7 separate regions of the Mus musculus genome follow, and regions 1, 2, 3, 5, 6 and 7 are each linked to region 4. A link is a contact called in public Hi-C, HiChIP or PLAC-seq and promoter capture Hi-C data. All regions are on one chromosome and are shown on one strand. The core of a region is the stretch at or near the end of the contact, and the rest is flanking DNA. Distances in the headings are between cores, read along the strand shown.

Evidence for each region. Promoter capture Hi-C pulls out the DNA fragments that hold promoters and counts their contacts. Hi-C and Micro-C count contacts between places; a contact is called where the count stands out from the background. HiChIP or PLAC-seq counts read pairs in DNA pulled down with a chosen protein or histone mark.
Region 1: an H3K4me3 HiChIP or PLAC-seq map of embryonic stem cells shows a contact between it and region 4, with 21 read pairs. The contact joins the enhancer-like site here to the promoter of Hmga2 in region 4. A contact is called at or near these places in 2 of 39 promoter capture datasets (both in liver), 1 of 484 Hi-C or Micro-C datasets (bone marrow-derived macrophages), 10 of 115 datasets of contacts at active chromatin or transcription factors (bone marrow-derived macrophages, craniofacial prominence, embryonic forebrain and 4 more) and 1 of 9 other capture datasets (adipose tissue).
Region 2: a contact with region 4 is called in an H3K4me3 HiChIP or PLAC-seq map of embryonic stem cells, with 27 read pairs. The contact joins the enhancer-like site here to the promoter of Hmga2 in region 4. A contact is called at or near these places in 7 of 39 promoter capture datasets (the HPC-7 cell line, cancer-associated fibroblasts, cranial neural crest and 4 more), 1 of 15 datasets of contacts at CTCF or cohesin (the NIH/3T3 cell line), 30 of 484 Hi-C or Micro-C datasets (the 4T1 cell line, the AML12 cell line, the BV-2 cell line and 18 more), 23 of 115 datasets of contacts at active chromatin or transcription factors (the HPC-7 cell line, bone marrow-derived macrophages, cardiomyocytes and 12 more) and 2 of 9 other capture datasets (adipose tissue and embryonic stem cells).
Region 3: an H3K4me3 HiChIP or PLAC-seq map of craniofacial prominence shows a contact between it and region 4, with 5 times the contacts expected there. The contact joins the enhancer-like site here to the promoter of Hmga2 in region 4. A contact is called at or near these places in 9 of 39 promoter capture datasets (the 3T3-L1 cell line, 3T3-L1-derived adipocytes, cancer-associated fibroblasts and 5 more), 11 of 484 Hi-C or Micro-C datasets (the 3T3-L1 cell line, 3T3-L1-derived adipocytes, brown adipocytes and 8 more), 14 of 115 datasets of contacts at active chromatin or transcription factors (bone marrow-derived macrophages, cardiomyocytes, craniofacial prominence and 10 more) and 2 of 9 other capture datasets (embryonic stem cells and pancreatic islet).
Region 5: a contact with region 4 is called in a Hi-C map of tail fibroblasts, with 3 times the contacts expected there. The contact joins the enhancer-like site here to the promoter of Hmga2 in region 4. A contact is called at or near these places in 11 of 39 promoter capture datasets (the 3T3-L1 cell line, 3T3-L1-derived adipocytes, the HPC-7 cell line and 6 more), 1 of 15 datasets of contacts at CTCF or cohesin (the NIH/3T3 cell line), 5 of 484 Hi-C or Micro-C datasets (bone marrow-derived macrophages, embryonic fibroblasts, reprogramming fibroblasts and 1 more), 17 of 115 datasets of contacts at active chromatin or transcription factors (acute myeloid leukemia, bone marrow-derived macrophages, a colorectal cancer cell line and 12 more) and 2 of 9 other capture datasets (embryonic stem cells and liver).
Region 6: a contact with region 4 is called in a promoter capture Hi-C map of the HPC-7 cell line, with 8 times the contacts expected there. The contact joins the enhancer-like site here to the promoter of Hmga2 in region 4. A contact is called at or near these places in 10 of 39 promoter capture datasets (the 3T3-L1 cell line, 3T3-L1-derived adipocytes, the HPC-7 cell line and 6 more), 1 of 15 datasets of contacts at CTCF or cohesin (the NIH/3T3 cell line), 32 of 484 Hi-C or Micro-C datasets (the AML12 cell line, B cells, the BV-2 cell line and 19 more), 24 of 115 datasets of contacts at active chromatin or transcription factors (the HPC-7 cell line, the NIH/3T3 cell line, acute myeloid leukemia and 16 more) and 1 of 9 other capture datasets (embryonic stem cells).
Region 7: a Hi-C map of the C2C12 cell line shows a contact between it and region 4, with 3 times the contacts expected there. The contact joins the enhancer-like site here to the promoter of Hmga2 in region 4. A contact is called at or near these places in 9 of 39 promoter capture datasets (3T3-L1-derived adipocytes, cranial neural crest, embryonic stem cells and 2 more), 27 of 484 Hi-C or Micro-C datasets (the C2C12 cell line, adipose-derived mesenchymal stem cells, bone marrow-derived macrophages and 13 more), 19 of 115 datasets of contacts at active chromatin or transcription factors (acute myeloid leukemia, bone marrow-derived macrophages, cardiomyocytes and 9 more) and 2 of 9 other capture datasets (embryonic stem cells and liver).

The regions. Positions count from the first base shown.
Region 1 is chr10:120,336,706-120,340,970 of GRCm38.p6, forward strand. No RefSeq gene overlaps it. Among named protein-coding and RNA genes, the nearest start is that of 1700006J14Rik, 25 kb to the right of the region's middle. Within about 2 kb of position 2,751, at least 9 of the 459 cell types and tissues checked have an H3K27ac peak or open chromatin away from gene starts, as enhancers often do. A contact at or near this core is called in embryonic stem cells, where this site is marked.
Region 2 is chr10:120,658,551-120,662,601 of GRCm38.p6, forward strand. No RefSeq gene overlaps it. Among named protein-coding and RNA genes, the nearest start is that of 4930471E19Rik, 24 kb to the left of the region's middle. Within about 2 kb of position 2,416, at least 13 of the 459 cell types and tissues checked have an H3K27ac peak or open chromatin away from gene starts, as enhancers often do. A contact at or near this core is called in embryonic stem cells and trophoblast stem cells, where this site is marked.
Region 3 is chr10:120,266,571-120,270,358 of GRCm38.p6, forward strand. No RefSeq gene overlaps it. Among named protein-coding and RNA genes, the nearest start is that of Llph, 41 kb to the left of the region's middle. Within about 2 kb of position 1,436, at least 6 of the 459 cell types and tissues checked have an H3K27ac peak or open chromatin away from gene starts, as enhancers often do.
Region 4 is chr10:120,474,329-120,478,271 of GRCm38.p6, forward strand. It overlaps Hmga2 (high mobility group AT-hook 2), which reads right to left and starts at 2,141. Exons shown (of 5, transcript NM_010441.3): 1 at 1,625-2,141. The coding sequence starts at 1,735.
Region 5 is chr10:120,721,390-120,725,726 of GRCm38.p6, forward strand. No RefSeq gene overlaps it. Among named protein-coding and RNA genes, the nearest start is that of Gm35130, 4.5 kb to the left of the region's middle. Within about 2 kb of position 1,287, at least 23 of the 459 cell types and tissues checked have an H3K27ac peak or open chromatin away from gene starts, as enhancers often do. A contact at or near this core is called in embryonic fibroblasts and tail fibroblasts, where this site is marked.
Region 6 is chr10:120,678,733-120,682,858 of GRCm38.p6, forward strand. No RefSeq gene overlaps it. Among named protein-coding and RNA genes, the nearest start is that of Gm35062, 7.6 kb to the right of the region's middle. Within about 2 kb of position 2,334, at least 8 of the 459 cell types and tissues checked have an H3K27ac peak or open chromatin away from gene starts, as enhancers often do. A contact at or near this core is called in the HPC-7 cell line and bone marrow-derived macrophages, where this site is marked.
Region 7 is chr10:120,306,778-120,310,917 of GRCm38.p6, forward strand. No RefSeq gene overlaps it. Among named protein-coding and RNA genes, the nearest start is that of 1700006J14Rik, 55 kb to the right of the region's middle. Within about 2 kb of position 1,649, at least 47 of the 459 cell types and tissues checked have an H3K27ac peak or open chromatin away from gene starts, as enhancers often do. A contact at or near this core is called in the C2C12 cell line, adipose-derived mesenchymal stem cells, bone marrow-derived macrophages and 3 more, where this site is marked.

The DNA of each region.
Region 1 (4,265 bases), core at 1,501-4,000, 140 kb before region 4:
GAGGCATTTTCTCAATTAGTGGTTAAGGATGGGAGGGCCCACTTTGGGTGGTGTCATCCCTAGGCTGGTAGTCCTGGGTTCTATGACAAAGCAAGCTGAGTAAGCCAGGGGAAGCAAGCCAGTAAGCAGCACTCTCCATGACATCCGCTCCTGCCTCCAGGTTCCTGACCTGTGTGAGTTCCTGTCTTGACTTCCTCTGGTGATGAACAGCAATGTGGAAGTGTAAGCCGAATAAACCCTTTCCTCCCCAACTTGCTTCTTGGTCATGATATTTTATCCAGGAATAGAAACCTTGTCCAAGACAAACTGGAAGTGGGGTATTCCTGTGACAACCTGACCATGTTTTGGGGAGGACTGTGGAAGGACTTTGGAACTTTGAGCTAGAAGAGCCATTGGGTGTTAAGAGCTCTGTGGAATGTTCTGTAGGCGTATGGAAGATAATGTTGAGAACAGTGGAAATGATGGAGGCTTGGCTTGTGAAATTTCAGAGGTAAGATTAAAGACTCTTATCAGGGCTGTTGCTGTTTTGATTGTGATGATTCTGTGCTTTTGGTCAGCTGGGGCTGTGATTAACAAGATACTAGAAGTACTAAGGGGAAACCCTTGCATTAATGGGACGATTGATGCTGGTTAGCTGGAGCTAAGAAACTAGCAGTGATTAAGAAGAGACCAGCATCACTAAGGTGAAATCATCTGGGCAGTGTCTGAGAGCACAGAGAAGCTGTGTTCCAGAGGCAGCCACGGTTGTACCTCATGTTGGCAGCCAGACTTGGTACTGTGTAAGAGTCATCCAGGTGGTACCGGTTTTGAAACATGAAGGGGCAGCACCTGATGCTTGGCACTATGAGAGGCCAGGAGAGGCCATTGGTGAAGGTGCAGCCTCTGTGGCAGTTGAAGGCCCAGGACTGAAGGGGTCATACAGAGAAATTGAGGCTTAGCACCATGAAAAGAGCCTATGAGAGGTTGCAGCAGAAGATAGCAATGTTTTGGAGATGCTAACACCATGAGATGACCACCAAGAACAGCAGCAGCAGTGGAGTACAGGCAGCTGGAGCCTAAAAGACAGTGTGTGTGCTACAAAGGGCAGGGCTGGAGAAGTGACCCAAGCCCATGGAGGAGCCCAGAAGATCATGAGTGGATCCCAGACATTGGACAGTTAGAGTTTGATTTTGATTTTGGATTTATTTATTTATTTTATGTAGAAAAGTATAACAGTGTAACTCATAACTGATGGTTGTGAGCCATCATGTGGTTGCTGGGAATTTGAACTCAGGACCTCTGCTCCCTCCGGTCCACCCCACTCACTCTGGCCTAAAGATTTATTTATTATTATATCTAAGTACACTGTAGCTGTCTTCAGACACACCAGAAGAGGGCATCAGATCTCATTAAGGATGGTTGTGAGCTACCATGTGGTTGCTGGGATTTGAACTCAGGATCTTTGGAAGAGCAGTCAGTGCTCTTAATCACTGAGCCATCTCTCCAGCCCTTGATGTTGTTTTTGATTGTGACCGTGCCCTGATATTTTTCCCTCTTGAAGAAAGAAAGTATTTTAGTGGAATCCACAGTTAAGATTGTAAAAAGATTTTGAATTTCAAAGGAGTTTGGATATTTTAAGGAATTGAACTTTTAATATGTAAAGACTGTGGGACTTTTAAAGTTATTTAGATCTTGGGAATGATTAAGAAAGTAAGGTTTAGGCTTAATAGTGATGTGCTTGTGTGTCTAGTTGAAGAGGGATCAGTTGTACTAGCTGGTTTTGTGTATCAACTTGACACAAGCTGGAGTTATCACAGAGAAAGGAGTCTCCCTTGAGGAAATGCCTCCATGAGATCCAGCTGTAAGGCATTTTCTCTGTTGGTGATCAAGTGTGGGGAGGGCCCATTGTGAGTGGTGCCATCCCTGGGTTCGTAGTCCTGGGTTCTATGAGAAAGCAGGCTGAGCAAACCAGGGGAAGCAAGCCAGTAAGCAGCACCCCTCCATGGCCACTGCATCAGCTCCTGCCTCCAAGTTCCTGCCCTGTGTGAGTTCCTGTCCTGACCTCCTTTGGTGATAAACAGCAATGTGGAAGTGTAAGCTGAATAAACCCTTTCCTCCCCAACTTGCTTCTTGGCCATGATGTTTTGTACAGGAATAGAAACCCTGACTAAAACATACAGTCTTGGATGAGAAATAAGAAAAGAACCTGAGCTCTCACAGCATCGCTGGTATCGATTTTACAAAGAGATTCTTTCTGCCACAGTGTTGCTTCTGTTCCCAGAACTTAGGAGCCAGCAGGCAGGAGTTGTCCCCGCCCACACCCAAGCCCCTGCATGCCACTGGCCTCACTCACAGCTCCTGTGGGCTTGTTTTTATTTTTGTTTTTAAAACCAGGACAGTAAAGTTTCAAAACATACTCTCTGAGGCAAAATAGCGGCAGGAAAAGATTTGTGCTAACAGAGTCAGGCAGGTGGCGCAGCTCATTAGACCTCTTACCCACAGCAGGATGCATATTTGAGAATTACCAAGGTTTTTTTTTTTTTTTTAGAAAGAAAAGTGCACAACTTCATTCTTGTGGTTTTTGCATCCCAATTTCAGACAGGCTTGGACAGATTCTCCCATCTATTCCTAAGTGATGGATCTGAACCGGGTTTCGGAACTTAAGAGGAGAACAAAGACAAAGACAGAAGGCTAGGGAAGATGTGCCGCACCCCAGGGACCACCCAGACAGCCACAGGAAACTGTTGCCACTCACCTTTCAATCCTTTTCAGTTTGTGTCATTTCCAAGGGGGTTGGCGGCAGATTGTAGGAGGCTCCAGCCTGGGGCAGCTTTGGTACTGCAGTGAGTAGCACCCAGAACTGATCCAAACAAGCCCAGCCCTTTTTGTTCTGAGTGTTCCTTGCAAAGTCTGAGGCTGAGTATTTGAACAGTTCTCTCATTAGTCCATGCTGTCAGCCCTGTAAAGAGCCACTTAAGACAGGCTAACTGTAAAGGGTAGGGATTTACTGAGCTCACCTTTCAGAAGAATAAATTCTTGTTTTTTAATTGGATATTTTCTTTATTTACATTTCACATGTTAGCTCCTTTGCCGTTCCTGCCCCCAGAGACTCCCATCCCATACCCCTCCTCCTGCTTCTATGAGGATGTACCTCCAATCCTCCCACCCCACCCCCACTCCCACCTCCCTGACCTCGCATTCCTCTACCCTGGGGCATAGAGCTTTCATGAAACCAAGGGCCTCTCCTCCCATTGATGCCTGACAAGGCCATCCTCTGCTACATATGCTGCTGGAGCCATGGGTCCCTCCGGGTGTACTCTTTGGTTGGTGGTTTAGACCCTGGGAGCTTTGGTTGGTTGATATTGTTCTTCCTATGGGGTTGCAAATCCCTTCAGCTCCTTCAGTCCTTTAAGAGCACAAAGCAGGCTCTGGTGAGGGCCCCCTTTGGTGGTGTCATGCATGGCAAGTGGCAGTGTGGGAAGAGGGGAGGAAACCCATGATTACAGACAGGCCAATGGGAATTCATCTGAGTGGTACCAACCATAGAGTTTTCCAATAACTCTCTTGAGAGAACTACTGGAGACTCAGGAGAGAACTTTAGTCCTTTTTCAGGCCGGTACCCTCAACTGTCCTGAGGACATCCCATTATCCAATCTCTTCAAGAGTCTGCATCCCCTTCCAATCCCATGGCCCTGGGCCAAGCTTCTAGCAAGAACTGGGGCCCCACTGATGTATCAAGTTTAAAACATGATGAGCATCAGACAGAAAGAAAAAAACCATGAGTTAGGTGCAGACAGCAAGCAATCGGCCCGGAACAGGTTTAAAAACAAGGTCAAGAAAAATGCTCAGAGTGTTCTGGAAGGAGACACAGTTCACATTGGCAGTGTGGTGAGAGGAAAAAGTCTACAGAGTCCATCAGAGAAGCAAATCTTAATGTCAGAGATGACACAGTTGTACCTACACATGCATTAGGTCATATGGGCAAACTCGGATATAACCCTGTTGTCACAACAGTGTCTTGGGATTTGTTCCCTGATACTGGCAAAACAGGGTGTGAAAGGACCAAAGGAGTAGCCTCAGAAGGCACAGATGTGTGAACACATTATGTAGGGAGACAATTCTAGAGGATGGCCATTGAGTCAGGAGAAAGAAGGAGGACCCACTGACTGGAAGGTCTGTGATGGGACTTTGTCCTCACTGAGAAGGAGAAGGACTTTCTTTGAGTTTCATCAGAGAATGATTGGTGTGTTATGAGCAGGGTGGCACTCATCCTTTTCGGGTTTCTT
Region 2 (4,051 bases), core at 1,166-3,665, 180 kb after region 4:
TGACCCCATGGAGAAGAATCTCATGAGGTCATTAGTTGTCACATTTTGTCATATAGATGCTCTGGGAGCCCCAGTTGACTAGAGAATGTAAGATTTGAGCCATGGTGGGAAGTGCAATGGAGTCTTTGGCGATGACATAAATTTGTTTATTAAATAGAGCATACCCTACATTTCATATATACATTTTGGTACTGCTCTGACTCAGTCAGCCATCTGACTTTATTATTGCTTTACCATTTGAGGAATTATATAATATCAGAATTGACAGAGCAGAGAAGTAGTTGTTTTCTATAAAAGTAAAAAAACAACAACAACAATAAAATAAATAGTGGTAAGTTCAGAGGAGGTAGCTAAATGGATGAAGTACTTGCTGCATTAAGTGTGAGGCCCTGAGTTTGATGATCAGCACCAAAAAGGCCAGCAATCAAGGAAAATGCCCAAAATTGATGTCTGAGCACCCAGATAGATGCTGTACCCCCCCACACACACACATACGCACACACACACACACACACACACACACAAGTACGTCACCAAAAGTACTTCCCCGTCTTGTCACAAGTTAAATGTTAGAAGACATTGGAGTGTGTTGGAATACCTGTGTTAACTTCACAAGAAATCAGGAGGTACACAGTTCTAAGACTGCAACCCACAGTCAGTGATAATGATACTAGCTCAAGGCTTTTCTGTCTGTCCATCTGGTCAACCCTTTCACACTGACCCTGCCCTTTAGCCTCATTATCTCTTGGTTACAATTGACTATTACAACACTAAGCATCACATTCACCTGCAACTGCAACCTGCAAGTCAGGAATAAATAGAGCAGTAGGAATTTGAGAGAAAAAAATTTCTCTCCCTAAATCTGTCTCTTTTTATCCCAAAAGAGAAAGTATGTCTTAGAATGCCCAAGTGAGAGATGGGCAGAACTGTGTCATGTAGCCAATGCCAGGGGCAAGAGAACTCGGAAAAAAATGACCTCAAATTTGGAAGTTTGGGTTTTTATCATGGGAAGCAGTTATGCTGGGGAAGAAAGGCTTAGAGAATGAACCTGGATGAACATCAATGTCTGTTGTTGCCAACAGTTCAGAATCATTTTGAGGTACCAGAGGAAAACTGCCCCAAAGCAAATTATATATAGGGTTCTTTGGGGATGGGAGTCCATTGGAGTCCTACAGTGAAAGAAAAAAAGGAGAGAGAGAGAGAGAGAGAGGGGGGGGGGGGGGAAGAAAAGAAATAAAGAGGAACGAAGGGAACAGACCCCAACCTCTGATCTGATTGACTCTCTGCTCTCTGGACTGCAGAAATTCCTAACATTACTAATGAGCTGAAAGAGGAGCTCGCTGTACCATGAAGCTGGTTTTGCTATTCTTTCTTGCTGTCTGTCTCCCATGGTTCTGTTTCTTAATTCCTCTGGTCCCAGATGGGACTCCCTCAATAAAACTTAGCTCTCCTTGATTCCCGGGAGCCCGAATGTTTTTCACCGAACCATTAGAGTTGAATATTTTCACAAATTTTCCCATGGAAAGATGGAGGGTGAGAACCCACCCAGCCCATAAAATCTGCCATCCTCTCCGCCAGGATGCTCAATCATCATGCCAGCCCAAAAGTCTGCAGCATAAAAGCACATTTTATTTTCTTGCTTAAAATGTGAGGCGTGGGGATGTTTTGCTTTGTTTCAAACAACCGGTCCTTCTAGATTGGATTCAGTGTAGCTCAAGAGTCTCCACTAATTAAGAGGAGCTTACCTTACTTTGTGGAAACTCTCCAATTCTTTTTATTTGGTTGAACAGTGTGTAGGTTGGGAAGTTTTAATTCTTTTCACGCTAGGATTGCAAATATTCTCAACTCTCACAAAGTGATCTTCCCTTCATAAAAGAGCAGAGAGATCATCCACAAAGTTGAAGAACTGAAAATATTTGTGTTATCTTGGTTTTCAATAGGAGTTGCCCGGCAGGACCAGGTCTCGGTATGGCCTAATACCACACTTCTTGTTTAGGCAGAATTAGAGACTCCAAAGAAAAGGAAAACAAGGAGGGCAAGTCCAGCCTGCTGCACCTGGCCATTGTGTAATCGCCCACGCTGGGAGTGAGGTGGGAATTCCTTTTGGCCCCTCCCTCCACATGTGATCAATTTACATCCTGGAACTTGAGACTCTATTTCCTGTGTCTTTTTTGTGCTAGTTCACATAAATTTACATGCCAGTCACGCTCATAAATGTCTAATCCATCTGCAGATCTAAGTCCAGTCTGCCTCAACAGCCCCCTGTGGTCACAAACGCTCCAAGCTGAATATGTCAGTTGGTTCAAAAGATGCTGCCTGGTACGCCTCCCCCACCCCACCCCCACCACACCTCCGCCCCCACCCATCGCCCATCCTTATTTACATTTCCTTTCTTTCAGCTGCACTAAATGTGCCCCGCTCTTGCTTGGGATCAGCTGGAAGACAGGTGAGTTTCTGTCCTACCCTGAAAGTTCCCTCTGACTCTGGTTTAAAGCGTTGAGACTGTTGCTGTTGCAGCATTAGCGGAAAATGGCCTAATTGGATGTAAACAACCGGAACTAAGGAGGTGCGAGGGTGCAGTGACCAGGATGCACAGCCACAAGTCTGTGGTTCTAGACTAGGGTAAACGAGGTAACTACTCTGCATTTAAATTTCTTATATAACAGAACAAAAAAATGAATTTATCACTATTCGTCAGTCAAAGCTCCTAACAGGACCGAGTAATGAAAGACAGCAAAAGATGTGAGGGTAAGCCGGGTGTGGTGGTGCATGCCTTTAATCCCAGCACTCGGGAGGCTGAGGCAGGTGGATTTCTGAGTTTGAGGTCAGCCTGGTCTACAAAGTGAGTTCCAGGACAGCCAGGGCTACACAGAGAAACCCTGTCTCGAAAAACAAAAAACAAAAAACAAAACAAAACAAAAAAAACCCAAAAGATGTGAGGGTAAAGAGTTAGGCAAATTTCAAACTGTGTATTAACATCTCATACTTACTCCTTTATGTGTTCTATGTGCTTAGGAAATGGTACCCAGAATCCTATTATGGTGGCGTATCTACAGCTTTCTGCTTTGGGTTGGGATCAGATTACTTCACAATCAACCCTCACATTTCAATGATCTATGGAGTAAATGGTTCGCTTCTCCCAAGTCCATCCTCCATCTCAGATGTTGCTCTCTAGATAATCCTCTCGGGTGATTTCCATCTAAATAGAAACTCAGAGATCTTGGTTTACCTCATATTTTGAGTCTACTGTATTGTTGCTTCCAGTCAACTTAGGGCTAGGAAGACAGTAGAAACCAGGGGAAAAAAGAATTCATGGACGACCCCATCCATGAAATTATTTAATGCTACAAGTGTGTATGTTCCCATTTCATTGGTTCGAAGAGCTATAAAACCCCTTCTCAATGCAAGAGGCCTCAGGAAAGTGGTATTTCTGAGTCCCATGAGGAAATAAAAGACCCATACAAACATACAGTTTTGTGTTAAAGACAAGACAAAATTCCCAAATGGTCTCTAAGTCCCTTCACACCTACCTACCATTTGAGGCGTGCCCCCCACCCCCAGTAGATGCTAATGCTCACTAGGAAGTGATTGGTGTGAGGTCTTACACTGACCTTTGTTCCTGAACAGTTAGGACAAAGATCTTCTAAGTCACTGTGAACAATTTAAGGGGAAAAAAAAAAAGAGAAAAAACCCAAAAAACCTAGGGAGATACTCTCATGGAAATGCAGTCTAATGAGAGCAAGCCCACACAAAGATGTCTAAACACCCACCACAGACGATGTCAACTCTTCAAAACCAACTGCAGCTGTGCTGTGCACAGGGCACATAAATCTATGGGCAATCGGGAAGGCAGAATGGGTGGGTGAGTCGGAAATCTGAATTAATTGGAGCCAGGAGGAGACTGTCTGAGAAGGAAAAACTCTTTCTACAGCATTTTTCAGCAGACTATAATTTTCCTAATTACAAAAATCAGAAACTATAGTGAAGGCAGAGAAACACAAAACAAAATTAAAATCACTCCTAATCCCAACTCCCATCCACAGGCCACAAA
Region 3 (3,788 bases), core at 186-2,685, 210 kb before region 4:
GATCTAATGGTTTAGCAAGGTCAAGGGGACAAGGGCGAAGGGTAAGTGGCAGAAACTGTTGGTGACATGTTTACCATGCTTGGGTCTGCTAGTGCCCGAGCCATTGCTGTGGCATTTTTACCACATTCTGGTCTTCCAGATTGTTACCAAACCCACTATTAAGTTTATAGCATTTAAGGGCTCTCTAGCCCACATCTTTAATCTCTTCCACATTTCTCCCACAAATCACTGCGAATGGCCCCAGAACCACGTTCTCTGGTTTCTCAAGGCAATACCTTCTCTCTGTGATTGATTGATTGTCTCTGTTGACTTTTGTTTCACTGTGGTGGGTTTTGGTTCACTGTTTCAGGGAGGTCTCAGTCCTCTATGGCCAGGGACATTGTGGCACATGGAAGTCCACCCTTGGCCCGTGACTGTCACCGTGGCACACTAGAACAGGAAGCAAAAAGTACAGGGGCAGAACTAGATACAGGGTTTAAAAGACCCCGTACTGCTACTGGCTGGGAACCAGGCATTAAAGCACAGGCCTGTGGGAGACCCTTTGTATTCAAACATCATATCCTACAGATTTATTTATCTTAATCAAGCTCTGGATAGATTACCTTTCTTATTTCTCTGTTGTAAAGTAAATGTGTTAGAATAAAAGAAACTTCTAGTGACTCCTGATTCTCTATAAGGGACCTTATCTTGGGCATATTTGAGGGATGGGATAAGACACAGTCTTATTTTAATTATCCTGGGGTAATTTCACTCCTGGTCCTATATTCCCCTGAGAATATCCTCACTCTGTGTCACTATCCTTTCTTATCTGAATAAAACATTTAGAGAAGCAGCTTCCAGCCTGTGGGTCACGACTCCTTTGGGGGTTGAGTGACCTTTTCACAGGGATGACCTAAAACACAGAGATTTACGTCATGATTCGTAACAGCAGCAAAATTACAGTTATGAAGTAGCACGGAAACTAATCTCGTGGTGTGTGTGTGTGGGGGGGGGGTCACCACAGCATGGCAAACTGTATTAAAGGGTCACAACATTAGGGACGTTGAGAGCCGTAGACTTCGGACTCTCTACAGTCTTACCAAAGAGGTTGCTGTGGTGTTGACCCTTAGAAAGCAGAAATGGTAATTTGAGAAACCGTGAGAGTAAATTGTGGTTTATGATCACTACTCCAAAAAAAGGTAGAAAAACTTGTTCACTTTATTCATTGATTTTTATTTTTAAAAACAATCTTTTCCGGTGTTTTTTTTTTTTCCTTCTTGGAGTTGACAACAACGTAATGATCAGGTTGGGTTGGAAATGAAGTATTAAAACTTTGCAGACTGGTAAAGTGTTCACAGCTAAGGCGGCCTCTCACCAGAGAGGAATTTGTATCCTCCTGGACGCATAAACTACACTGTTACTGTGCGAATGTTTCCAGGCCTGAGAGCAGCATTAAGTAGAGACACCGGGATTCCTCGCCATGTGGCAATCATCCCGTTCTTAGGCTGCGGTAGTCTCGGAGAGCCTATGAATTATATTCCTTTCTTGTCACAGTCCCTCAGGAAATGGTCATGGGGTCTCCCACTGAGGAAAGAGCATATGAACGTTCCCCACCACTTTGCAGCTACCCAGCAAACGCACTAAAACTAGCCCCTCCCCTCAAGACAAAACCCAGCCCGCCCCCCCCCCCCCAAGACAAAAACCCAGCCCCTCCCCCCTCCAGGACAAAACCCAGCCCCTCCCCCCTCAGGATATGTCCGCTTGGCTGCAGCTCTCAGCTATTAATGTCTGACTTTTCGCTAAAGGTTATAGAGACGAAAAGATAAGGAGCCACAGTTTTCAGGAGTTGGTGAGGTTCCTGCTGGAATACATTTCATCTGTCGGTAGATCTGAGCTGAGGCTTGGTAAATGGGTAGGAGTTGCCTTGAGGTACCGCAGCGCTCTACAGAAAGGCTACTTACTGTAGGCCAAAGCTGGGAGGAAGGGCTTTCCTCTGCCTCTTTGTGACTTAACCCTAACATCCTTCGTGACCTGTACCACACTGTTAGCCTGGGGTGGCAGTAGAGAGGGGTGCAGGCGAGAGCAGTGAGGGTAAGCCGGGCCACTCCCAGAAAATCAGTGCGGTGGCACTGTGTGACGTCAGCTACACGGTCAAGGTATTTCTACCATGTCAAACCATGGTTGCATTGACCCAGGAGACTCCAGCCTTTGGTGCCACAATCGTCCAGCAGAGCCCTGCTGTATTTGCATCCTGTAGCTCCTGCCTCAGCCTATCTCTGTTCTGATGATCAGGCTGAAGAGACATACTGTCTCAGGGCCCTCCAGAAGTGTTTCCAGCTGGGCTTTCCTTTTGTCTCCTGGTTGTCCCCAGACTGTATCCTGTACCTGAAGGACTATCATTGCTCAACTGGAGGACCCCCCCCCCAAGGCTTCCTATTTCAGTCCTTCATTCTTGGGATTCATTTCTCTCTTTGAAATCACCCCCTTTCCCACATACTGTGGCTTATTAAAATCACATGTGTTTGTTTGTATGTGTGGTGATAGCATTTATTTATCTTAAAGATTTATTTATTTTAGTATATGTAAGTACACTGTAGCTGTCTTCAGACACCCCAGAAGAGGGCATCAGATCTCATTACGGGGTGGTTATTAGCCACCATGTGGTTGCTGGGATTTGAACTCAGAACCTTTGGAAGAGCAGTCAGTGCTCTTAACTGCTGAGCCATCTCTCCAGCCCCTTGGCTTATTTATTTATTTGCTTATTTATTTAGCTGTGTGGTGGTGGGGCTTGTTTGCTTGCTTGTTTATTTATGGTTTTGTTGTTTATTTATATATGTGGTGGTAGCATTTGTTTGTTTATTTACTTATTTGCTTATTTACTTAGCTGTGTGGTGGAGGGGCCCTTGTGTTTGCCGTGTGGAGGTCAGAGGATAACTTGTGGAAGCCAAGTTCTCCTTTTACCATGTGGATTCTGACTGTGGAACTCAGTTCTTCGGGCTCGGTGGGAGGCACCTTTAATGTGTAAAACCCTCAAACTGCATTCGGTTTGATTAAAATCTCTCCCGAATCTTCCGATTGAGTGGTTCGCTTTCTTTTGCCTGAGCGTAGGCTGAGCATTCAATAATCAGTACGTCTGAAATCCGAAATGATCCAAAAGCTTCCTTCAAAAAAAACCCCTCAAAAATCATTCTAATTAGTGGGAGACAAATTCAGGCTGATGTGCAGCTTGATGAAACACAGCCCGAAAGAAAGCCACTTTCAATCTATCTTTTGTAAAGTGAAATTTTCCTTGTACAAAGTGCCCCTGCTTAAGAGCTCTCCTAAAGTCACTGTCTGTGATGAACGAAATATTTGGCTTGTGTTATGTGCAATGCCAGGCCTTTTCCACCATTCTGGGTCTTGACTTGGGGTTGGAATATGGAGTGGAGGCTGCAGAGCTAGAAATCTGCTCGGGTGTGCGCATGGTTATGAAGAAGAATTTCAAAATCCTACTGAGCTGGACAGCCAAGGGGCTATGGAGACCGCTCTCATGTTGGGTAGGGTATTGGCTTGCTGACAAAGCCATTTGTCTTCTCGCCCGTCTCTACGACACCCTCTCTCTGTCCTCCAGGGTATTGCAGGTGATGCCATATATTCATAAGAATTTATTTAGCCTCCGGCTAAAATGTCTTGAAGCTCTTTTCCAAGTCCTTACATGTAGTTATTAAATGGTAGGCCACACACGGCGGCGTCTTCCGTTGCTCTCACGATCGGCTGTTGTTCCTTCTAAGAGGCTGTATCAATAAAGCTTGACTCAACAAATGGGAAAT
Region 4 (3,943 bases), core at 891-3,390:
TCCGGAGCGTTCTCCGTGGAAGTTCGCAAGCTAGAGAGCGGGGGAGGGGGAGAGCGGAGGGGGGTGCTTAGAAACTTCCATTGGACACCAGCGCCAGTGGGCACTTAGAGCAAACACATCGGAAACACATTTTTCTTTGTGAACTCGGCCTTCACTCAAAGGTAAAAACTCCCAGCCGCCTCCGGATCTCAATGCGTTTTCCTTTAGCCTTTGGGGGAGGGGTGCGATTAGTAGGATTCAGAAAACCTGGGTGGCTGGTGGGAAGCAAGGGGGTAGAGCGGAGACTTCCTGGGAGGTGTAAAACGGGATCCCAAAGCACTGTAAAGTGTCGCTAAGGGCAGAGCGGGAAATCTCGGCGGCCTCTAGATTAGTTTGTTTCCTTTGATGATTTCCCAAAAGGTACACTCCTTGTTTTTCTAAAACACACCAACAAACTTTCTTCGATTTCCCACCTAGCTCTACGGGGGCAATTTAGGACTATTTTCTAATCCGCCTATTGGCCCGAGGGAAGCGATTTAAAGCAAAAGAAAAAATGGGAAGTTTTTGGTTTTTTTTAAAGGCCGGGAAGGGAGTTTTACTGTTCTCAATAGACGCGTCCTTAGGCTTGGAAATTGCTGCGAACGTCCCAACCCCCTGCCCGCCCGCCCGCCCGCCCCCGGCCCTGGGCGCTGCGCACAACTCTGCAACAGCCGGCTTGCACTCTTAATTGGTTGCATCCGCAGACAAAACCCTCCATTCCGCGGGGTCCTGGGTGCCCCTCGACCGTCCCTTCCCAGCCCCCAGCCACTCGCCCAAGAGGAAGCTAAAACTTGGGCTGCTCAGAGGAGCGGGATCGAGGAGCCAAAGAGGGACCCGACTCCTGGCGGGGAAGCGACCCTGGCTACCGTGCACTTTCCTTCCAGAGCTCCCTGGGCGAAGCGCGTTTCCCGGGCCCGCGGGGGCCTGGGATCCTCCGGGATCCTTTCCCCGCCAGCCCCGGCGGCTGTAGCAGCTCGGCAGGCATTTAAATATCCTCGGGAGGAGCACCAGGCGGGCAGTCGGCTCCGCACGCGTTCTTTGTCGGGAGGGCGCGAGCCTTGGGCCATGGAGTGTGGGGAGGGCACCGAGGGGGCGGCCGCGGCGCATCAGCCTCCTACGGGAAGGCGGCCCCGAGAAGCCGGAGAAAGCCGCGGGTCTAAGAGCTTCGGACTCGCAGTCCTGCCCCTCCTGAACTCCCCAGTCCCCCCAGTCGCCAAAGCGGCTGACAAAGCGACGCTTTTATTCTTTGGGACCCCCGAGGCTCGATGCCCCCCCCCCGAGCCACGCCGCGCCGCTCCGGGGCTGCGCACAATAGCGAAAGTCCCTGTCCACGATTCGCGCGACCCCACCTCCACCGGGTGGCTACGGCTCGCCGCGGGACCCCAGCTCTTGGAGCCGGGGAGCGCGGGTACCCGGAGAGACTGCGCCGCGCACTCTCCAGGGGAACTCGGTCTCCCGCCCCACCTACACCCGGGTGGCAGGCGGGCTAGCTTGCGCTGCCGTAGCCGCTGCGCTCCCGCGCTCCGGTCGCCCGGCGTGTCGCGGGGCCCCGGGGGCAGAGGCGTCGCGGGTGGGCTGAGTGGCCCCTCCGCGTCGGCGTACTGACTTGCTGCTGCTTCCTGGGTCGGCCGCGTCCTCGCTTCTGTGGCACCGGGGCGGCAGGTTGTCCCTGGGCTGATGTGGACGGCTGCCCGGCGCCCTCACCGCGTGCGCTCATCCTGCCTCCCGCCGCCGCTACCACTGCCTCTACCGGTACCGCCGCTGCAGCCGCTCGGCCTCCGCCGCCCCGAATCCGCCCAGCACCTTTCGGGAGACGGGATGTAGAGAGCTGGAGAGGGCAAGAGCGGCGAGAGCAGGCGAGCTGGCGAGTGCGCCGGGGACTACTGCTGCTGCTTAGGCTGCCGCCGCTGCCACCATCAACACCGGACGTCCAGCGGCTGCCAAAAAGAGAGAGGGGAGGAGGAAGAGAGGAGGAGGAGAGGAGGAGGAGGAAAGGAGGAGGCGCTGCGGGCAGTGGGTGGCGGAGGTAGAGGTGGAGGTAGGGAGAGGAGGCGGGAAGCGAAGGAGAGGGAAGAGTTGGAGGCGGAGAGGGTTGCTCTCTCCGCAAAGGCTCGGGAGTTGCGGGTACTGGGACGCTCGGCAGCGGCTTGGAGAGGGAAGAGACTTGGAGTGAATTGTGTCCCTTGAAATGTTAGGCGGGGAAAGAATTCCGCCTCCTCTCCCCCACCCCAGAGGGAGAGAGAGGGAGGGGGGCGGGAAGGAGAGACAGAGACGCAGAGAGCCAGAGAGAGACACAGAGAAGAGGGACAGAGACAGAAACTCAGAGAGAGACAGAGACAAAGAGACAGAACGGGACAGAGATAGAGACTGACTAGTGCGGTCAGAAACCGAGGAGAGAGTGGAAGTTTCTGCCAGGATCCGGTAGGGCGCCCAGCTCAGCTCTAGCAAGGAACAGAGCAGTGGGTGGCACCGCGCCTCCTCGGGTGGCGGGGTCAGGCGGCGGCACTGCACAGATGCAGAGGGACAAGCTGCTGGCCTCTGCGCTCTGCACCCGGAGCCCAAGTTTTGCCCGTGCTGCAAGTTTTCAGAGTTCCTGCCCGGGATTCAAGAGGGATGAGTGTGTGCGTGCGTGTGCGTGTGTGTACACGCGCGCTCGCACTTGCGGAGGGGGTGGCGGGAACGGGGAGTGCCCACCTCTGATCGTGGGCGGATAAAGGGGAGGGGGCTGCAGGAGAAGCAAGAGGAGGGGGCAGGCCAGGCGGACAGCCGAGCCCAGGCGCCTGGCCGCGGGCCAGAGGCAGCGTTCGAAACACAACTGCCTCGAAGGCGGCGGCGCCCGGTTGCCACCCGGAGCCCCGGCTCACGTGCTCCCGCCAGCAGTGGGGTTAAAAAGACAGGGCCTAGGCTCTCCTGCCGGATCGCCGCTGGAGGCCACCCCTGAGCGGCTGTCCTAGGAAGGCGAAAGAAAATGACTATCTCAGAGTCACCCTGGAGAGCTTGGCTTCTACCTGTGCTTCCACCGAGGGTTGCCCGAAGTTTCCGGAAGCATTCAGGGTCAACCGCCGCTGTCTACTATTTCAGCCCCGGGAAAAGAGCGACCAAGGAGTCGGAGCGCCCCTTGCGACCCCCCCCCCCCCCCCGCTCCACTGAGAAATGCCCTCACCCCAGAGTGCACGGGCCGGCGCACAAACAAGCGTGCACAAAGATACACGGGCCCACGCGTGTGATCGCAGACAAGCTTGCACGAAAATTCATGTGTGCGCGCACACACACTTCACTGGCAAGCAGGCATGCAAACAAACCCGTGCTTAAGCACACACTACCAGACACACGATGGTGCCAGTAAGCACATTCGCAACAAAAGCACACACTTGCACACTATACACAGGAACACCGAGTGTGCCAGCTCCTTTATCGAGGTCCCCTCCCCCAGGACTGACTCCTGGAGCAGGCGCTGCACCCCCGTGCTGGGACGCCCATAACTCTATGGGATATTACCGATCACTTATCCTTCCACCGCACCAATTGCCTGAAGTTTGCCTTCATTTTAACCTTCTCCCTCAGAATTCCTTTCTGCCAAGTCCTAATTTTATAGCCTGGGCTGTTTCTAAGTTATGTGAACACCATCGTGGCCACAGTCAACTTTTTTGAAAGGCGTAAAACGTTCTAAAAGGCACCTCTTTCTCATCCTTGAATAACACAAATCTGAAAGGGGGAAGAAAGAAAATCTTAGGGTCAGATTTTCCCACATCGCACCCAAAATTGTGTTGGACTGACTCCAGAATAAAAATGTTCACCCAGTGAAGTTTTTTTTTTTTTTTCTTACAAAGATACGGAACACCGTGGAATAAAAACGCCTTCTTTACAGCCCTAACGCCGGGATCTAGGCTCTGCCAGGTTCCGTTGTACTTGAGGCACGTGTAAA
Region 5 (4,337 bases), core at 37-2,536, 250 kb after region 4:
CTCTCTCTCTCTCTCTCTCTCTCTCTCTCTCTCTCTCTCTCCCCTCCCCTCCCCTCCCCTCCCCTCCCCCATCCCTGCCCCCAGGAACCCTGCTCTTTCTGCTAACTATACCACAGCCAGAGAAACATGGAGGTAGATACTGATTAGAGATGTGCGCTAGAGAGAAAAATATGCCTCCTGGCAGAATCAGAAAATGGTCAAATTAAACAAAACAAAGCCAAAAAAAAAAAAACCAAAAAAAACCAAACCAAACAAAACAAACAAACAAACAAGCAAAAACAAATTGCCAAACGAAAAAAAAAAATTGCCGAACGCTGAGAATTGAGGCAACAGCAATTCCCGCCGGGCACTGGGATCCATTCTCTGTCTTGTGCGAGGCACAAGTCTAATTACAGCTCTTATGAGGAAAGATGACAGTGTTTTATTTTATCTTATTTTGTTTTGTTCTTTATGTGTAAACAAACCAGTCAAGGGCTGGTAAGCCTCAGCCAGCTGGCATTTATTTGTTTTTATCTCCTACTGTGATTCACCTTGTTTTAATTGACTTCCAAGAAAACATTCGGGGATAGGGAGTGGGGGGGGGCACTTCGTGGTTGTGGCTGTAGCTAAATACACACGTTTACCTGAAGCCGGAGTCAGGGAGGGAGGACACAGTGCCTTCAATTCCCTACCCAACTTCCTTCCAATCCTATCACCTTAGGCTATCCTGCCAGAGTCCGTGGGGCTGGCTTGGAGAGAACTTGGGGTTACGATGGAAGACCTTGTGCGCCTGCGCCTTCTGTGAGCGCTAAAATGCTGGGTCTCCCTGGGAGCAGCTATCCCCGGGTCTGACAGCTCCTACCCAGAGTCCTCTCAGACTCCCACCCCAAACTGGCATTTGTCGGGTGTCTAGCAAGTATCCTGGCTTTGGTTTTCCCATTGAAACCCAACGGCTATATAAGTGAAGAGGAATGTGGAGGCGGGGGCAGAGGAGGTCTGCAAGGTGATCGTATTCTGTCGTTTGGGGGGACGTTAGGAAGTCCCTTTTCAAATTTTCTCCCCACAGAGGCTGGGCATCCTACCACTTGTGAGGGAACTGGCTTCCCTAAGAATGTTAGGATTATTAACATAGCTTAGGAAATGAGTCCCTAGAGGTTCACCATGGGCTTGATCGCACAGAATGGCTGCTGTGAGAGGCAGCCTGCTTGCGAATCAAGGGCTGGAGATGCTCTAGAGGATAACGTGCTGTCTCTCCCTAAAGAATCTGGAGTGTGCTTCCCGGAGTGAGCAGCAGGAAGTCTGACTGACCTACATGAAGCATCCAAACAGAGTTAATGATTCATTCAACTGCTCTCTCAGACGTTCACTAGCCAGAGGTCTGAAACTTAATTTTTTTTTTTTAATAGAAACTGACACCTGCGGTTTAAGAATTCCCTTATAGCCTTTGGGATAAAAAATCTTGGCTTCCCATTTTAATTCAAAGACAAGGTGAGAGGCTTTCCTTGTAAGAGGAGCCAGCAAGGAACACTCTCTGGCTCCTTCTGTTAGGGGGCCTTGCCCTCCTCCCAAGCTCTGCGGCCTGGGTACCTTTGATGTCCAGGCTGCCTCCGACCTCATCTCAGCAGGATGCTCTCCTTGATCCCTTCCAACCTCCCCACCCAAGGTCCTCCTGAGTGTGGGAAAGTGGGTGGAGCAGAGTAGCGCATCTGAGGTCTCTCAGCCTGCAGGGCTTTCGGAGTGAGGGGCCAGGTCAGCAGGAAGGTGCAAAAGGATGGAGTGGAGACGGAAAGACAGAAAAGATGGAATGGACAGAGCCAAGGGCCCAGCCAGAGCTTCCCACGGCACTCACCACAAGGTACTGGCTGTATTTGGTGTGGTCTCCGACCCCCAGTTCCATCCCATTTACAACTGCTTAAACAGCCCTGTATCCAACCAGCTCATGACAGCTGTTTTGACCTGTGGAGACGACTCTGGATGGTGATGGATAGGCGGATAGACTTGCTGGGTATGGCTGCATATGCAGCCAACTGCCCACTCCGATTTAAGCTTTATCCTTCTACCGTTCCTGGTGTAATCCCCACACTCTGCCACCCCTCGAGCCTTCTTGTCTTTATAATCTCTGTCTTGTTTGTTCTATGCCATTCAAGGAGCTACAACACCTTTGGCTTCCTAATGCTCTTTCCACATCCAAACTTCATCCTCTCTCTGCCATTGGCTTTGAAGATGTCCTCATCTCTCTGGTAAATAGTACTACATGTACAGCCCCCCACTCCACCCCACCCCCGGCTTTCTGGATTTCAGCAGAATTAACCTGAAAGTTTATCTTAAACGAAAACAATTAACTAGTACTCAGTGAATGGTGGCTCTGAGAATTGATAATCAATACGTATTCTATAATGTCCTTTGGTTGGTATGTTTCTTCTGTAAGTGACAGGCAAGTGTGAAGGGGCTAAAATAATGGAGGTGCCAAAAGGCATCATTTTCTTTAAAAGGTAGTTACTGAGTCTGCCTAGTTTTGTGTCAGCCACTTCATTGAGAGCCTTAGAGCCTGGGCTGTTCACTAAAGTTCCCAGATGTTTGCTTTGACTTTCTAAAGAGGACAGTAAAGACTGGGCACATGGCATGAGTGGATCACAAGACACTGCCAGTTTCAACAGGGGATGGAGCTGGGAAAGGTGGTGATCTTTCTAACAGTTTCCAAAGTGCCGAGAAAAAGCCATGGGAAGAACAGAAGAGCTACAGAGATTTTTCAGAAAGGTGTGTGGAATAGGAAGGAGCCTGAGGGAAGAGCAGGAAGTCTGGAGCTTGGGGTCTCAGAAACCATCTCTACACTCATGGGCCCTGAGGGAAATGCCACCTGCCCAGCCCACGTGAAAATTCCACACGGAAGGCCTTTGCTTCTGAGTTAGCTCTGAGGCCTGGCGCATCGTTGTGACTCTGAAAGCACACCATAAGCTTTTGGCATAAAGTCAACCTTTACTTCCCCGAGCAGAAGGTTCCTTAGTGCAATGTGACGAGACAGAACCACTTAGCATGCCACTTTTGCCAGATCTTTCCACTTTAAAGTGCAAGTTTGGAATGCTGTTCTTAGCTCTACCACTGCGCTATCATGGGACAGTGACCGCGCCCCACATCAGGTTCCCTATTGCTGGTGACAAAACTAGAGAGAGAAATCTTTAGCACCCAGTAAAACCATGACTGCTCCAAATAGTTCATAATGATTTTTTTTTCTGGGAAAAATAACTTTCAACTGAAATAGCATAAAAAAGCAATGGGAAAATGCACAGGCATGCGAGAAACCCTGATCTCCACTGTTCCATAACAGCATATCCCATCGCAGAGAAGAAAATAGAAAGAAAAATGTGTCCCTAGAGAGTCAACAGCTCGAGCTTCTCTGCCCCATAGAAATGACTGTTTATGGTATATACCAAAGCACCATATTAGGAGACCACTTTTTTGGTTTTTCTTTGTCTTACTCAACCAATTCCTGGGCAAAGAGATTCAAAATGATTAGAGAACATATTTCCATTGTTCACCAATGTTACTGTATTCTTGTCACACTGCATCCTCTGACACACAGCTGGGTGGCATGGCCCAGGAATCTTGATGGGAAAACAGGAGTGCCTCTGAGATGCACAACACTACCATGTAACACACAACACAACCATCAGGTCAAACATTACCAAGCTCTTATAGTTCTAAAGAAAAGATCAAGCTGCCAAGCTGGGGAAAGAAGCTCTTTGGTGCTGGTCTGATGAGGATGCCGGACAAGGTCATGAGTCCGTGGTCAGGGAGAAGCTTGGTTCAGTATGGTGACTGTCCCAGTGAATGTCTCTGACCAGCAGTGTAGGTTAAAGGAAAGATCTCCGGGAACCTGGGCTCAGAGAGAATTCTCCTTTGCACATCCTTAGCTACATTCCCTCTAGAAAGCTACTCACCTCAGTGTTCTTATAGATACGGAATTCTATAAGAAGAACTCCATAAATATCACATACACATCGTCACTACTTCTATTGACCTGGACTGCCATGACAATGCATTATAGAATGGCTGTCTTAAACAACACATTTGCTTTCTCTAAACCCTGGAATCAAGATCCAGGCCCAACAGGTGAATGGTTTGGTTCTTGAAGATTTCCTTCTAGATATCAGATAGCTGCCTTCTCAGTTGTGTCTTGGTATAAACACTCCATAATCCTTGTGTGGTGTGCAGAGAGATCAAGAGAGAAAGGAAGAGAGGGCAAGGGATGGAAGGAAAGAAGAAAAGAGATGGGGAGGGAAGACTTGTTTCTTTGGTATAGCATTGTGCCTGGGCACTAATCCTATTGCACAAGGGTTCAACCTCTGTGACTTCATTTA
Region 6 (4,126 bases), core at 1,084-3,583, 200 kb after region 4:
CCCAGAGCTAAACGCTTTAAATCGGAATCACGAAGGGCGGCATCTCAGAGTCTTCCCTCCGGAAGTTGTTAGTATTACCTTTACATATTTGAGCTTCTCAATGATGTAATCCCAGGACCATGCAGTCCCTATGCTAATTGTAACTGGTATTTACTCTGTGGTAGTAGTGCCAAGTCTTGACTTAAGAAGTCAAGAGGTTACACTATACAGATGCGCAATTAGATAGCTATGAAACATTTGCCTGAAGGCTTTGATAGTTTAATGTTTTCCATTAGACTCGTACACAGATATGTGTATTCTTATAGATATGTATATTTTAGAATACATGTGTGTCTCTGCAACACCTCATGTGTGGCCATGATAGCCATCACATAAACTTCTTCATTTTTCCAAACCCTGGGATACAATTTCAAACCACATATAAACGGACTTTATACTGCACATATGCGCCACACAGGGCCCTACCACACAGATGGTATCATTATTTCCACACGGACTGATTCATAGTCTAAACCCAGAAAAGGATCTCCAAGAAAAGATGTTTTAAGACCAAGTTTCCAAAAGGAAACCCTTCAAGAGAATGTCCAGCATAGCTCTGATACTTTGCAGGGGCGGGAGGGGAGGGGCAGGCAAGGCAGAAGGCCCCCAAACTAGAACCAAAACCAAACAAAAGGAGCAGCATTAAAAAGTTCTGTGATGATGGGGGGGGGGGGAATGCTATAAACTTTTTACTATGACTTGTTTGGAAAGAGCTTGCTTAACAAATGCAGCCATCTTCTATTGAAACGCAAGGCAGTAAAATGTTTTATGGTGTACTATCACAGTACCACGATGTGGATAGAATGGTTATTCAATCAAATCTTGGAAAAGAATAGCTTGTGTTTGCTCTTCGAGGAAAGCCAGCCCTTGAAAAGAGACAGGGAAGGGGGTGGGAGGAAGAGGGAGAGAGGGAGGAAAAGAAACTTTCTATAGAGTCTTGGGAATGGGAAATTGTCTGGAAATTGTCAACTGAAGAATGGGGACAAAAAGAGATGCGAGCGCTTGTCCTAGAGAAGAGGAGGAAAGAGGGTGCCAGGGAGGGAAATGAGGGCTGTTTTCACATAAGGGCAATTATGCAGCAGAGTTGTTCATTGTAGAGTTACGATGTGAAGCTGGAAAAGAACAGAAGTGGAGCCAACGGGTAAACATTGGAGGGAAGAGGTGGACGTGTCTCAATAAAGACCATTCTGCATGATGGCTTCACTACAAAGGAATGGCCTATGCCATGACCGAGGGCTCTGAGCCTGAAGCTCAGTCAGAGGCTTTCTCGCCATCCAGTGCTCACCCTGACAAAAAGCCTTTAGATAATCGGAGGTTTATGCCTACCGGGTCTTGGAAGCCCCAATTCCATTCTTCCCCCTGAACCGTTTATCTGTCCTCAAGCCATGATAACTGTCCTTACCAAAGGACCCAACCACAGGACCCACAGATCATGGGTGTGATCTGCAGAGCTGTCTGCCAAAACCAACCCCTCATGAGCTGATTATCTCAGGTGTTAGTGACAGGAAGCTGACTAACACAGGCAGGAGGTGAGGGTTCCCACCTTGAACGGACCCCAATGAGGGGACCTGAGAGATTCTGACTGTGTTTGGGTGTCCACAAGCCTAAGACTTGCTTAAAACTCCAAACCAGCAATTGCAGACAACCCCTACAAATCTGACTGTGCTCCAAATAAGATTTCTATGAAAATAGTAATATGTATTAAAATTTACCTGGTACCCTAAAAAAGATTTCTGTTAAAATAGTCACATGTACTAAAATTGACCTTGGCATTTAATGTTTCCTGTGAAGAAAGGGGCTTCCCTTTTTAAAGCAGAAAGTGTCTTAGTGCATTTTCCTGGTGAGGTAAAAATAAAGGAAGTCTTGCTCTGCTCTTTCCAAGTCAAGGAAGCAATCAGAATAAAGAAATCAAAGAATCACGGGTGGGGGTGGGGTGGGGATCCCATTCGTGATCCCATTGCCCCTTACCCCAAATGGCAAGGAGTGGATTCCCTGCTCCATCTTTAAACGGATTCTTTTTTGTCGACACGTTTACTGTTTACCTCAGGACACCAGAGAGGCCGCAGGAGAGGAGACTCATGATGTGTGCTCCCTTCGGCAGCTCATACCCTAAAGAGGCCATGATGGGCTCCGTCCTCATTATGTACATCTTGTTCCTCAGAGGACACCAGAGCCTGGCCAACAGCACTCCACACCCTAATCTTCGCTGAAGAGACCTGGCCTCCACACTGAGTAGGGAGGGCCCACTAAAGCAGAGGTAAATTCCATCCCAGGCAGCCGCCCCTTCCTGAGTCTTGGCACTTCTCAAAGGCTCTGGCCCCATCAATGCTGTTTCACAGTCTAGACGGGCGTCTTCCTGTGTGTGATGTGTTCACGAGTTCTCCTTGCCCTCCTTTTGGGGTTTCCTTCCGGGATGCTACATTTCCCCCCCCCCCCCTCTGGTGTAGAATTCCTAGTTTAAGTTTATCAAAATCCATTTCAGGGGGGACGCTCTGTGAAGATGGGGTGCCTCGCAAGGCTGAAAGGCAGCTGTCATTTTTTTTCCATGAAAGCGAAGTAAGTTCTGAAGCAAAATATTAAGTGTGAGCAGCACATAACCCTACCCTCAAGGAAAAGGTATCAACTGGGCTGGGCCCTGGCTGGAGGGACACCTTAGGCAAAGTTGTTAGCATTAGGTCTAAACTCCACCCACACAGTTACCTGGCAACAACCAGGTAGGCCTGACCCACTATAAAAGGGGCTGCTTGCCCCTCCTCCCTCTCTTACTCTCTTGCTCTCTCTCTCTCTCTCTCTCTCTCTCTCTCTCTCTCTCTCTCTCTCTCTCTCTTGCCCCCTTGCTCCCTTGCTCCCTCTCTCTCCCCATTCCCTTCCCCACTCTCTCCATGTGGTCAGGACCGGCCTCCTCCCCCCTCCCCTCTCCCTCCTCCCCACTCTCCCCTCTCTCCCCCCTCTCTCTGCCTCTACTACCCTCTTAACTACCCTCCCCATGCCCTGAATAAACTCTATTCTATACTAAAACATCATGTGGCTGGTCCCTCAGGGGGAAGGGATGCCTCAGCATGGGCCCTCTGAGACATCCCCCTCCCCCCCCCCCCACCTCCGTAGAACATATTCTTATAGCTCTCTATCTTTTTATAATCACAACAAGATAACTGGTCCCAGAGTATGTGCTTGATAGTACCATTTGCTTTTTATTTAATATCTCGTACATTTCACACAGTGAACCTACGAGGTAGCATGATATAACTTTTATCCCAAAGGAGAAAAAAAAAGAAAATGAAGCTTAGAAGCATTAAGCAAGACCTGCCTCAGTTCAGGTCAACTTTGAGTTATTGGAGCCCATGCTCTTCTGAATTCCAGAATCGGTACTCTAAACCGGCCTTTCCTACCCCGCCCAGGTGTCTCTCCAGAGAGAACACAAGAGAGACATTTCCGTTTGCGCTGCATTCCCCTCGAGGCAGATTCAGTGTTTGTCTGGTGGTGATTGGGACAAACTCCCAAGCTTTTGAAGTTCTCTCCATTATGCTAGGGCTCTGGGAGATGCCACCGGGGCCTGCCCTCCGGGTGTGGTCCATCTCCACTGCTCTCTGAGCCTAGTTTCTCTAAGGCATCTAGGATTGAGCTTGTGAGGGGCGAGGGGCGAGAGACCGAATGTGGTCAGGCGCACATTTCTCTCTGAAAGGCCAACTGTCTACCGAGTCTGAGTAGGTGTGTTACTTAATACTACTCCAGGAGAAAGTGCCCACCCTGAGAGTCTGAAATTGTGGATTTAATAGGCCTCCTGCCGCTGCTCGGCTGCCTTCCAAAGGCTCTCTGGATCGCTTCCTCTGTTAGTCGGCCCTTCTGTCTGAGACTCAGGGATACGGTGATTATTGATCTGTGGTAAGGGTGACAGGTGTCTGCTCTGCGACTGTGGAATATTTAAAGTGATGTTAAAGTATTTCTTGCAAAGGGTGGGGAGAAACTAGGGAAAGAAAGGACGGCATTTGCTCTTGCACCCGAATGCGTCTGTGCCTCTGGGGGGAAGGCGTTCTGGCCCACACCCAGCTTTCCCCACTCAGAAACCTAAGTCCTCCAAAGACCCACT
Region 7 (4,140 bases), core at 399-2,898, 170 kb before region 4:
AGAAGCTGCCATTTTAAGGACCAGGGTGGAAGTATCTGCATGTATGTGTGTCTGCTGGCCATCTGTTGTCACAAGATGCCATCTGAAAGCAGGAGGACTGCTGGGTATCATTCTCATGTGCCCAGAGGAGAAAGCTAATGGTTTTGTGAGCTCATAGAATTGTCTGTCTGCTGGCATTTCTGCCAACGTGTTAACTGGCAATATCCCACCATGGGATCCCTCATCGGTTGGTGTTCACAATGGTGGTTTACGATATAAGCAGCTCATAGCACCCTTACCGAAGTGAAAGTCGGGTGCACATGACAACCCAGGACTCTATTTCTCTGAGTGTAATATATTTCTGATTCTTTCAATGAGTACGTTGTAAGAAAATACCCAGCGTGATGTTTGTGCTGCCCAGGGCTCCTCAGAATTTGAAATCTCCCAGTGTGCATATTGAGTTTCCTCTTTTCTGTCAACAAGGGGGATAGTTCTTCGAGTCAGCTCTCCCACAGTCTCTACCAGTAAATATTTCCAGTGGTGAATGGTTCCAGCAGTGTTTTAGGGTTTTACTGCTGTGAACAGACACCATGTCCAAGGCAACTCTTATAAGGAGAGCATTTAATTGGGGCTGGCTTACAGGTTCAGAGGTTCCGTTCATTATCATCAAGGCATGGCATGGCAGCATCCAGGCAGGCATGGTGCAGGAGGAGCTGAGAGTTCAACATCTTGTTCTGAAGTCAAACAGGAGAAGATGGGCTTCCAGGCAGCTAGGATGAGGGTCCAAATTATTTATTTATTTATGTGAGTACACTGTTGCTGTCATCAGACACACCAGAAGAGGGTATCTCATCTCATTACAGATAGTTGTGAGTCACCACGTGGTTACTGGATATTGAACTCAGGACCTCTGGAAGAGCAGTTGGTGCTCTTAACTGCTGAGCCATCTCTCCAGCCCTAGGATGAGGGTCTTAAAGCCCACACTCACAGTGACACACTTCCTTCAAAAAGGTCTCACCCACGCCAACAAGGCCACACCTCCAAATAGTGCCACACACTCCCTGGGCCAAGCATATTCAAACCACCACAAGCATGGCCCATCATTTCTTGTATTTTGCCACAGTGATTTTTTTTCTTACCGTCCAATCCTATCTGTTTAGAATAGTTCTTATACAATCTGTGAAACATCTGGTTGTCACTCTTCCTGGATTTATCTTGCAGCCAAGCGGTTGGACCATCTGCAAGTCTTACCTTCTTTTAAATCACTTAAAATCTTTCTGATGTCTACCAGTTTTCACGCACAACTCACAGTATATTAGCTGCTGCTCTCTTGTGGCTCTCTGTGTGTGATAAGAAGAGCGCTCTAATAGTTCCCTGTCTTGGAGTTTTTTGCTGACCTTTACTTCTTACTCAGAGATAGATGTTCGCTTCCCAAGTTTTTTTTTTTTTTTTTTTGGTCATCCTCCCCATTCAGTATCATGTCTTCTTCTGCAATGGTTTTGTTTTATTTTTTGCTTTTATTCGTGAGGCAGGGCCTTACTATGCACATTAGACTGGCCTGGAACTCACAGACACCCTCTGCCTTTTCTCTGTTGGGATTAAAGTGTGTACCACAATGCTCCCTTTAGCTTTAAATTTTTTTTTTAGGAGCAGTGTATCTCAGGGTTATGTGTTAGTGACTCACAGACAGGCTGCATTCTTTGCTGGGTTTGCAAAGTATAATTGCAGAATGGGTGAGGGTAATTCATTTGACATATGTAATAATGGTTTAAATTTGCACTGTTTGAAGTCTTTAGTGAATGCAAACAGCTGCTCAATGTGTGTGTGTGTGTGTGTGTGTGTGTGTGTGTGTGTGTAAATGATCATGTTTTGTGTGAAAATGACTTAGGCAAATAAATTTTTCTTTAAAAGTTACAGAATGCTCATTCTTCAATGGGCTTCTGTTGTCTGAAACTTACAACTTGAAACCTATGATGTCAGTCAAAGGCATTAAAGAAGTAATTTTCCAGCAACAAGGTATGAGTGATAAGGTGTCCTTTTCTTTAAGACTCATCTGCATCCCAGAGGTAGAACTCTCCCAAACTAGGGCTTTCTGGGAGTGAGTCAGAGTCGGTCTGCCTCTTCCTTCTGTGCTCATGATTCAGAGCCTCGTGAGTCAGTGGCCACCTCGTAATGAGGACACTCAAGGTCACCTTGGGGACAGTGTTCCGAGTCTGACTTGAATTTGGAGGAACTGACTTGTTCAGTGTCAGAGGGGGCCATGCCTCCCAGCTCTGGTACCCCGCCTGAAGCTCATCAGCCCTCCCATGCATGCCCTTTCCTTTGCATAACAGGTTTCTAGGCACTTTCATCCATCAATGTTAAAAGTGTCTTTCCTGATGGATTACTCATTTATACATTTGAATTAAGATTTTTTTTCATTACCCAGTTCTATCACAGCTGGCATAATGAGCAATGTCAAGTTCTAAAACTATATTGTGACAACACTTTAACTTGTTATGCTTTGCCTGTGGATGTAATTAAGGCAGCGTGTTTGGTATCAGTTTATTCTTAAAAAGCAAAGTAGAAGCAGATGAGATGTATTTATAGACTCATCAAACAATGAATGGATGAAAGCAGAAAAGCAATGAATGGGGAGATGTCAGCCAGGATGGAGGAGGGACCCACTGCCAATCTCATTTCCAGACCAACTATTTGGAATTTATTCCAAAGACAGCTGTCCCTTGATTTACAGTAGGGAGAAAATGACATTTGTAAGACTATCGTACCATACTTCAATAAACTTCTACAGTTGGGGTGGGGGCTAGCTTCAGTTTCTGTGGTCAGAACCCCACCTGGAGGAAGCCAGGAAAAAAAAAATCTGGGGAACGAAGGAAAATCCTTAGGAAACACAGGAGGGTTGCAATGTGGTTCTAGCCCCCGAGAGCTATTCTGATTTGTAGCCAAAGCTACATGAGGGTGGGGGAGGGGAGTGGGTCATGGTGCAGAAAATGGACGGGAGAAGAGGATAGTGCAGAAGACAAAACCAGAGTATAAACCCCAGGGAATTCTGTTTTCGGAGCAGACAAAGAAGAAACATGGACTGCAGAGCTTGAGGCGCACAGATCCGTCTCTCTGTTTCCTTGTGAACTGGGCAAGCCTGTTCCCTTGATTGTGAAATGAAACACAAAAGCTGTCAAAAACTCCCAGGCATGTGTCTAACATTAGTCACAGGTGAGGCCGAGCCAATCTGCACTGTATTGAGCACAGTCGAGGGGCGGCTTGGGTGGAGGACATACAGTCAAGCCGGGGGTGGGGGCCCTGTTTTTTAACCCTCCATATCTCACAGTCTGTGGGAAAATGGCTTGGGTATAATGTAAGTCCTGTGTTATCTGGGGTGAGTGGCAGTTATGGGGCCTCACCAGGAATGTTCACGAGTGACTTTTAGAAGACATGCCAATTCTGATTATATATATATATATATATATATATATATATATATATATATATATATATATATATATGGATGCTTTTATTGATATATTTTCATCAACTAGAAAAGGAATATATATATTGCATATAATTATATATATAATATATATATTCCTTTTCTAGATGATGAAAATATATCAATAAAAGCATCCAGGAAGCATGAACTGCAGGAGATTTAGAAGGGGATTTCTTTAGCTTGTTGTGGGCACTGGTGTCCAGTGTATTCTGGTGTCCAGTGTATTCTGGTGTCCAGTGTATTCTGGTGTTCCCTACCCCCCACAGAGTTTCCTTTCTCTGTGTATCTTCCACGTCTCTTTTTCCCTCCTCTGTCTAGCTATATTTTATTGATGAATGTAAGTACTGCTTCTTGGCATAACTCTTTAAAGAGAGAGGGAGGGCTATGGCCTTTACACAGAACAGGAGGAAAAAAAAGAGGAAGGTAGGGAGGGCTGGGTGGGGGTGAGGGGGGCAATCCATCCCACTCACATTTTGGTTCAACCATTCAATCAGACCAACCTAGCTGAGCAATCTCCTTGGTTGGTTGAGAAAATAGATTCACTGAGCTTTGGGCTTTGTTTGCATAGGGCTGGCTGTTGTGTTATATAGATAAGCATTGTGATGTGTGTGGTGCATGTGTGGTATGTATGCAAGTATGGATGTATGGATGCAAACCCATATTTCCTTCATAAT